Linked DNA regions of Mus musculus: region 2 is linked to region 1. Evidence: chromatin contacts called from public Hi-C data. All regions are on one chromosome and are shown on one strand. Each heading gives the region's core, a stretch centred on a gene start, on an enhancer-like site or on the middle of the called end of the contact. The rest is flanking DNA. Distances are from core to core; before and after follow the strand shown.

Region 1 (3,034 bases), core at 93-2,592:
GCCAAACTCTGAGCCTCTGAATATTAAATATATTAAATTCAAGGAAAATTTTTAACGTGTCATTAAGGGGGAAAAAGACATCGTGTGAAGTGGATAGATGGATGTTTAAAGGTTACTGTACAAAGAGCAAAACAACCCGTAAGAGTCAGTCTAACCCATTACTTTTTCCGGTATCCAATCACAGGTAAGAGTGCCTCGTTCTGGTTTGTCTTTCGCAGCTGAACATGCCTCTAAGTGGTCATCAGTGTCCAGTATCCACCTGCTGGTCTGCTAGGGTCCAGCTGCTAACCCTGTTGTTTGCTTTAATGGCTTCCCTTGGGCTCAGCACCTGCTCTTCAGGGAGCTTCCCTGAGTCAGGAGTGCTTTCTGATATTATCTTTGAGAAGATGGAATGCCACTGTCATCTCAGCTTGACTAAAGAAGGGAATTGAGTTGTGGGGTCTGAGATGTCCATGAGACCTGGTCACCCTTTACAGAAACCCTCCAAACCTTCAGGAACCCACAAAAGGCTGCAGTAACTGTAGCCAAGAGCAACCTGGACTGGGATGCCTTCTGCCTTTCAGTCTGTGGGACCATCTGGCACTTGAGTCCCTCTTCCTTTATCAGCGAGGGTCCTCGCAGCAAGCAGAGTCTGATATGGCTGCGGGGCACCCCTGAGGTCGCTGGTTTCCTAGCAGGCATACTTTATCAAGGAATGGGGGGAAACCGGTAAGGTGAAGTCTCTTGGCTAAAGCCACAGTTCTGGACGCTTGAAGCGGGTTGGAACTCAGACCTCTACTGATAGAAAAACGAGGCCGGAAGAAAATGATGTGGCGTTGATGGCGTGAGCAGAGAAAGGCTCAGCAACTTATAATCAGAGGTCCCCTGAGTCCACTCTCAGTGGCCAGCGAGCATAAGCCAATGAGCAAACCTCCCAGGAGCACCAGCTTTCACTCCGACAGTCCCCCAGCTCCAGGTGGAAGGATGGGATCTGCTCTGAAATCCCCCTGGGCATGTGCAGACCAGGCATAAAATAGCAAAGTTGAGCTTACATTTTCCCCTCACTCGGTCTCCCCAACTCCCCGAGCCCTTTCCCTCCATCCCCTCTCTAGTGACACCTGCTCGCCGGTACTTACCAGCTGCGCGCAAGAGATGCGGGCGGCGCCGGGCCAGGTCCCTCACGGTGGCGCCTGCTGCCGGCCTCTCTGCGGCACGGAGCTGCGACGCGGCTGGAGCTTGCAGCCGCCTCTGCTCTGGGATGCGGCTGGGCTGAGCTGGTGGCAGCAATGTGTGGGGCGGAGGGAGCCGCTCGGTCCCGCCCCCGCGAGCTGAGCTAGGCTCCACAGGACCTGCCCAGTTAAGCAGAACCTGCCACCGCTGAGCCCCAGGGGACAAACGCAACAGTAGTTCCTGCTCCAGGTGTCCTAAGGGGACAGCCTCTGTGCATGTTCACCGAAGACAGAGTCAGTTCCCTTGAAATTACACACCTCCGCTGCTGTCTGTCTGTCTGTCTGGATGCTGCTATCCTTCCCTCTTATTTACAGGACTTAGGCTCCTGGTATCAGGAGGTTGCACTTTATCTAACAAGGGATGTTTGGAGAAACTAGCTCTGTTGCACCTGGAATCTGGGTGTTCGCGTTTATTTACAGATTCTTTTAGCACATTGGAGTCTCACGCCATAAAGAACACTTCTCTTCTCTTCTCTTCTCTTCTCTTCTCTTCTCTTCTCTTCTCTTTCTTTCTTTTTTTATTTTTGTGCAATAAAAAGCAGACATCAATGTGTATCAGGCGTCACTTTTAGACTCTCACTAAAGAAAACAAAGTTCTTACTGTTAAGCTGTCCTTATGTCCTTTAAAAGATGTAGGAAATGGAAGAAGTTGCTGCTAACAAAAAAGACTCTGATTCTGGAGGAGGTGACTTTTGCTGGAAGTCCCAGTGGCCTCTGAGAGTCACCAGAATTCCAAGTCTTTATTATGGGCTGCTCAATTATCCTGCATCTGGCTTCCAGGAAGTCCAGGTCTGGGATACCCAGATACTTCCCATTGACCAGCCCCATTTGGCCTGCTTATAGAAAGACTGACATATTAAAATATAATCAGGGAAAAGTCCCCATTGGAAGTGTCTACAAAGTGTATGATGGTTAGACTCCTTGAATTATTGACTATTTGTAACTGCGCCGTGTGGTAATAACTCTCTACTTGCAGATAATAGACTCAACTCCAACAAAGTGAGGTCAGTTGCATAAGGTGAAACGGGGAAATCCAAACCCTGGCCTGTGAGATGCCCCAGCGGGTTAAGGTGCTCACTGCCAAACCTGATGAGTTGGGTTTGATTTCCCATACCTGGATAGTGGAAGGAGAAAACTGGCTCCCATAAACTGAGCTCTGATTACACACACGCCTCACACACATGCATGCATTCACCAGTACACATGTATAAATGTGATTTAAAATTTTAAGAGAGGGCTAAGGAGATGATTCCATGGTAAAGAGTTCTTGTTGCTCTCACAGAGAACCAGCACTGTGTTCCCAGCTCCCATATTGCACCTGGCAACTGGATGAAGCTCCAGTTCTAAAGGTTTTGTCACCCCCTTCTGGTCTCCACAGGTACTGCTTGCATGTGATAACATAAGTATACTTGCAGGAAAAACACACGTAAACACAAACTAAAAGCTAATCTCATTTTTAACCAAGCTGATTTTAAAACTCAGGTCTTTTTACCTTCAGAACTGATGACAGATTTAAATTGCAGCCTGGTAATATGATGAGTTCTCTAAATGTTGGAATATGTGCATCTTTTCCCGAGAACATTTATGTAGTCACAATGTATCCACAAAAGAGACCACCAAACATTACTTCTGTCTTTAGCATAGCTTGAAAACCTACTATTTGGCACATTTCCAAGTCCAATACTAGTCCATAGTGTAATACTTGTGTTATCTAGTTATTCTAAAGCTAGTTCCCATTAGGGATTTATAATGGGGTATGGGGTAACATACCTGACATGTGAGCTATTCTATAACAATGGCCAATGTTTTGTGAATGTGCAACTGTA
Region 2 (3,190 bases), core at 100-2,599, 58 kb before region 1:
GGATATGAAATGTCTCCTACAGGCTTGTATCTCTGAACTTTTGGTCCCCAGCTGTAGGCAGAACCTTGGCTGTGTGAGCTGTAAGTAGGGCCTCTCTAGAGTGAGATAGATCACTGGAAGTTGGCTTTAAGATTATAGTCTGGCCCCAGGCCCATCTTGCCATCTCTTCTTTATCAACACTAAGAAGCATCAGCTCTCACTACCTGTGATGCCTGCGGCTGTCCCGTGTTTCTTGGAGTGATAAATTGTAGTATCCACCTAACTGGTGACCCCAATTAAGTCCTCCTCTCTTAAACCTCATAAACTGTTGTTATTTCTATCAGGTATTGTTCCACAGCAGCCAGAAATGTAAGAGAAACTGAGACATTGTATCCAGGTGCCTAGCACAGATATGGAAACCACAGAGAAGGAATCCAACCATCTTCATTCCAATTATGGAAATAAACTACACACATTCAATTCCTCTTCAAAGAATGGCCCCTGGCTCTTGGTTTAAACACGTGTTGCAAATAAGGTGGGAAGTAGTAGGAATATGACTCACTAGTGTTTCCAAGGCAATAAAGGGTTGTAAGTATCCTTACAAAGCAGTAAACTATCCTTATGTCCCAGTTAATTGCCCCATTTACCCATCCTATGTTATCTCAACTATCTCATAAAATATATTCTTACATGCCTGCTTGTTTCCTGAAGATTCATTCTTCACCTACATATTGGGTGGAATCATTTTAAAGTAAATCTGCTCATATTCACCCTATGACTGATCATCTCTAGGCTTCCTATCTCTACATAATCAAGCTCAAGACCCATTATTTGGTACAAGTTGCCCCATAGGGATTAACTTCATTCTGAGTTTCTCCTTGCTTTTCACTCAAATCCAGTATGCATCAATGCTAAAACTCTAATGCTGTACTCAAGCATTGGGTCTGTATTTGCCTTTGTGGCTGAGGCTCTTTACCCTCAATTTTCTCTCACCGCTTGCTGGCATCTACTTATCTATTCTGGGTCAATTTGAGCACTCCTTCACAGAAGTCTTTCACATCTCTTTCAGACTAGGTAGAGCAGTACATCAATTGAACTTACCCCATGCATCGTACATTTCTTCGCAATGACTGCCTTTCTTTTCATGTAAGTTTGTTTTTAAACACTTCAAGGACATAAGACAGTAACTCACTTGTCTTACCCCTAGCACACTTTTTCCCAGGTGGTGGGAAAAATGCAATAAACATCTTGCTGAGTGTCAACACGCACAAGGTACATTTTAGACTTACAGCTGTCTGACTGCATACTTCCCAATCTTAAAAATCGAAAGAGAACACTTTTGAGCCTTGTTCCTATAACCAGCTTCTCACATGGTTTTGTATTGTTCCAATCACTCAGGGACAGTTTCCCTTCAGTTAAGCCTTATATTTATAGGCCAAACAGAAGGAAGTGAGGAGAGGAAGAGAAAAATAAATCATGCAACAGTCATGTGGGAAGTAGCAAGAAGATAAAAAAAATTATGAACTTAAACATTTATAGACTCTAATGCCTATATATATCACTAAAAATCCAAAATAAGGAAAAAACTCTTCCTAACTCTACTTTCTTTCTTTAGCCATTTGCATGTAGTTCTTGGCAAAGATCCAGCAGAAAGTAAAAACAGAAATTCACTATTAAGTCAGTTAGATAAATCCATGCCTTGCTATTTATGTTTTCAAAGTGATGATTAAATTCTATTAATTTTACATGCTTTCCAGAATGAAATTGAACTTCAATGTTACAAATTTTCACCTACTCTGTCCATGACAGGACAAAACCATGAAATATGAATAGAACAATTTATTTCCTCTTAGCTTCCTTTTGACTAATGTTACATCCAAAATACTTCTTCAATGGACTTTGAAAATAGTTTTACACCCATTACTTTGACTTTTCATATATCAAGATTCAGATTTACAGCTAATATGATAAAGACAAACAGTGAAAGTCAAGAATCTGTCTCTACTCATTCTTTGTTATTAAACATTTTTCATGCAAAGCACAAATATTCTCAAAAAAGTTTAAAGAAAAGTTTGACATACCTACTACTTTTGTAATATTGAGATAACCTAGAACCATCCAAGAAGGGACTCTCGAGTGAAGGACTTTCCAGATAAGACTGGACTCTGGATTTGTCTATGAGGGATTGCTTTGATGGCTAATTAATATGGAAGAGCCCACCCAGCTCTCTATGGCTGCCCACTATCCAGCTCAGCCCTAGGCAGGTGGTCCTAGTTTATATAAGAAGGTTATCAAACATAACCTTGAATGAAAGCCAATGCCCATCCATAGTTTCTGCTTTAAATTCCTATTAGAATCCCCATGCTGACATCCTATAATTATGAAGTGTAACCTATAGCAAAATAAACCATTTCACCCTTAAATTAATTCAAGTCATGGCATTTGTCATAGCAACAGAAAGAAAATTAGAATAATATCTTACTTACTTTTATTTTTATAAATAATAAAAATTACTAGATAATATATACTAAATTATAATTGTAAAATATGTTAAACACTTAAAGATGAATGTACAATGAAATAAATTTTAGTGTTTGTGGTTATTCATTGAGAACGATCCCATAGGCTTATACACCTGAATGATTATCTTTAATCATCAAAATTGTTTTGGGAAGAATTAGGAGGTTTGGTATTATTGGAGGAGGAGGAGAAGGAAAACCATAAAACTCTCCCTCTTTCTGTCTCCAAGTTGTGGATAAAGATGTAAACTCTTAGCTGCTGCTCCAATACCATGTCTACCAGCCTGCTACCATGCTCGCTACTATGATGACCGTGTACTCACCTGAAGGAGGCATACAGTCCTTGTGCTCACAGATAAGCACTAGGAAAACCAGGAATACTAAAACACAAATTGTGATATGCTTAAATATGCCTGAAATGAACAATCTGGTGTCAGCCTCTCCAAACGTGGACAAACATCAGCTACTGAGTTGTGTTAAACAGAGATTCCTTCTGATCTGACCCAGGCTTGACACTCTGCTGGCCATGTGTTTGCAGAGACCCTAATGCCCACCCTATGAAATTGTAATCAAGCCTTCAATTAACTGCTTTCTTTCATAACTTGCCTTGGTGATGGTGTCTCTTCTTCATAAGCAATAGAATAGCAACTAACATGTTCTAGTATGCTTTTTCTGAACTTTAATATGTAAGG

Evidence for each region. A called contact is a pair of places that touch in the nucleus more often than the background predicts.
Region 2: a Hi-C map of bone marrow-derived macrophages shows a contact between it and region 1, with 2.0 times the contacts expected there. The contact joins the enhancer-like site here to the promoter of Pkib in region 1. A contact is called at or near these places in 5 of 39 promoter capture datasets (3T3-L1-derived adipocytes, embryonic stem cells and liver), 2 of 484 Hi-C or Micro-C datasets (both in bone marrow-derived macrophages), 2 of 115 datasets of contacts at active chromatin or transcription factors (bone marrow-derived dendritic cells and bone marrow-derived macrophages) and 2 of 9 other capture datasets (liver and macrophages).

What each region holds. Positions count from the first base shown.
Region 1 is chr10:57,630,289-57,633,322 of GRCm38.p6, reverse strand. It overlaps Pkib (protein kinase inhibitor beta, cAMP dependent, testis specific), which reads right to left and starts at 1,342. Exons shown (of 5, transcript NM_001039051.2): 1 at 1,116-1,342.
Region 2 is chr10:57,688,555-57,691,744 of GRCm38.p6, reverse strand. The region is part of intron 2 of Pkib (protein kinase inhibitor beta, cAMP dependent, testis specific); the gene reads right to left. Among named protein-coding and RNA genes, the nearest start is that of Pkib, 58 kb to the right of the region's middle. Within about 2 kb of position 1,349, at least 21 of the 459 cell types and tissues checked have an H3K27ac peak or open chromatin away from gene starts, as enhancers often do. A contact at or near this core is called in bone marrow-derived dendritic cells, bone marrow-derived macrophages and macrophages, where this site is marked.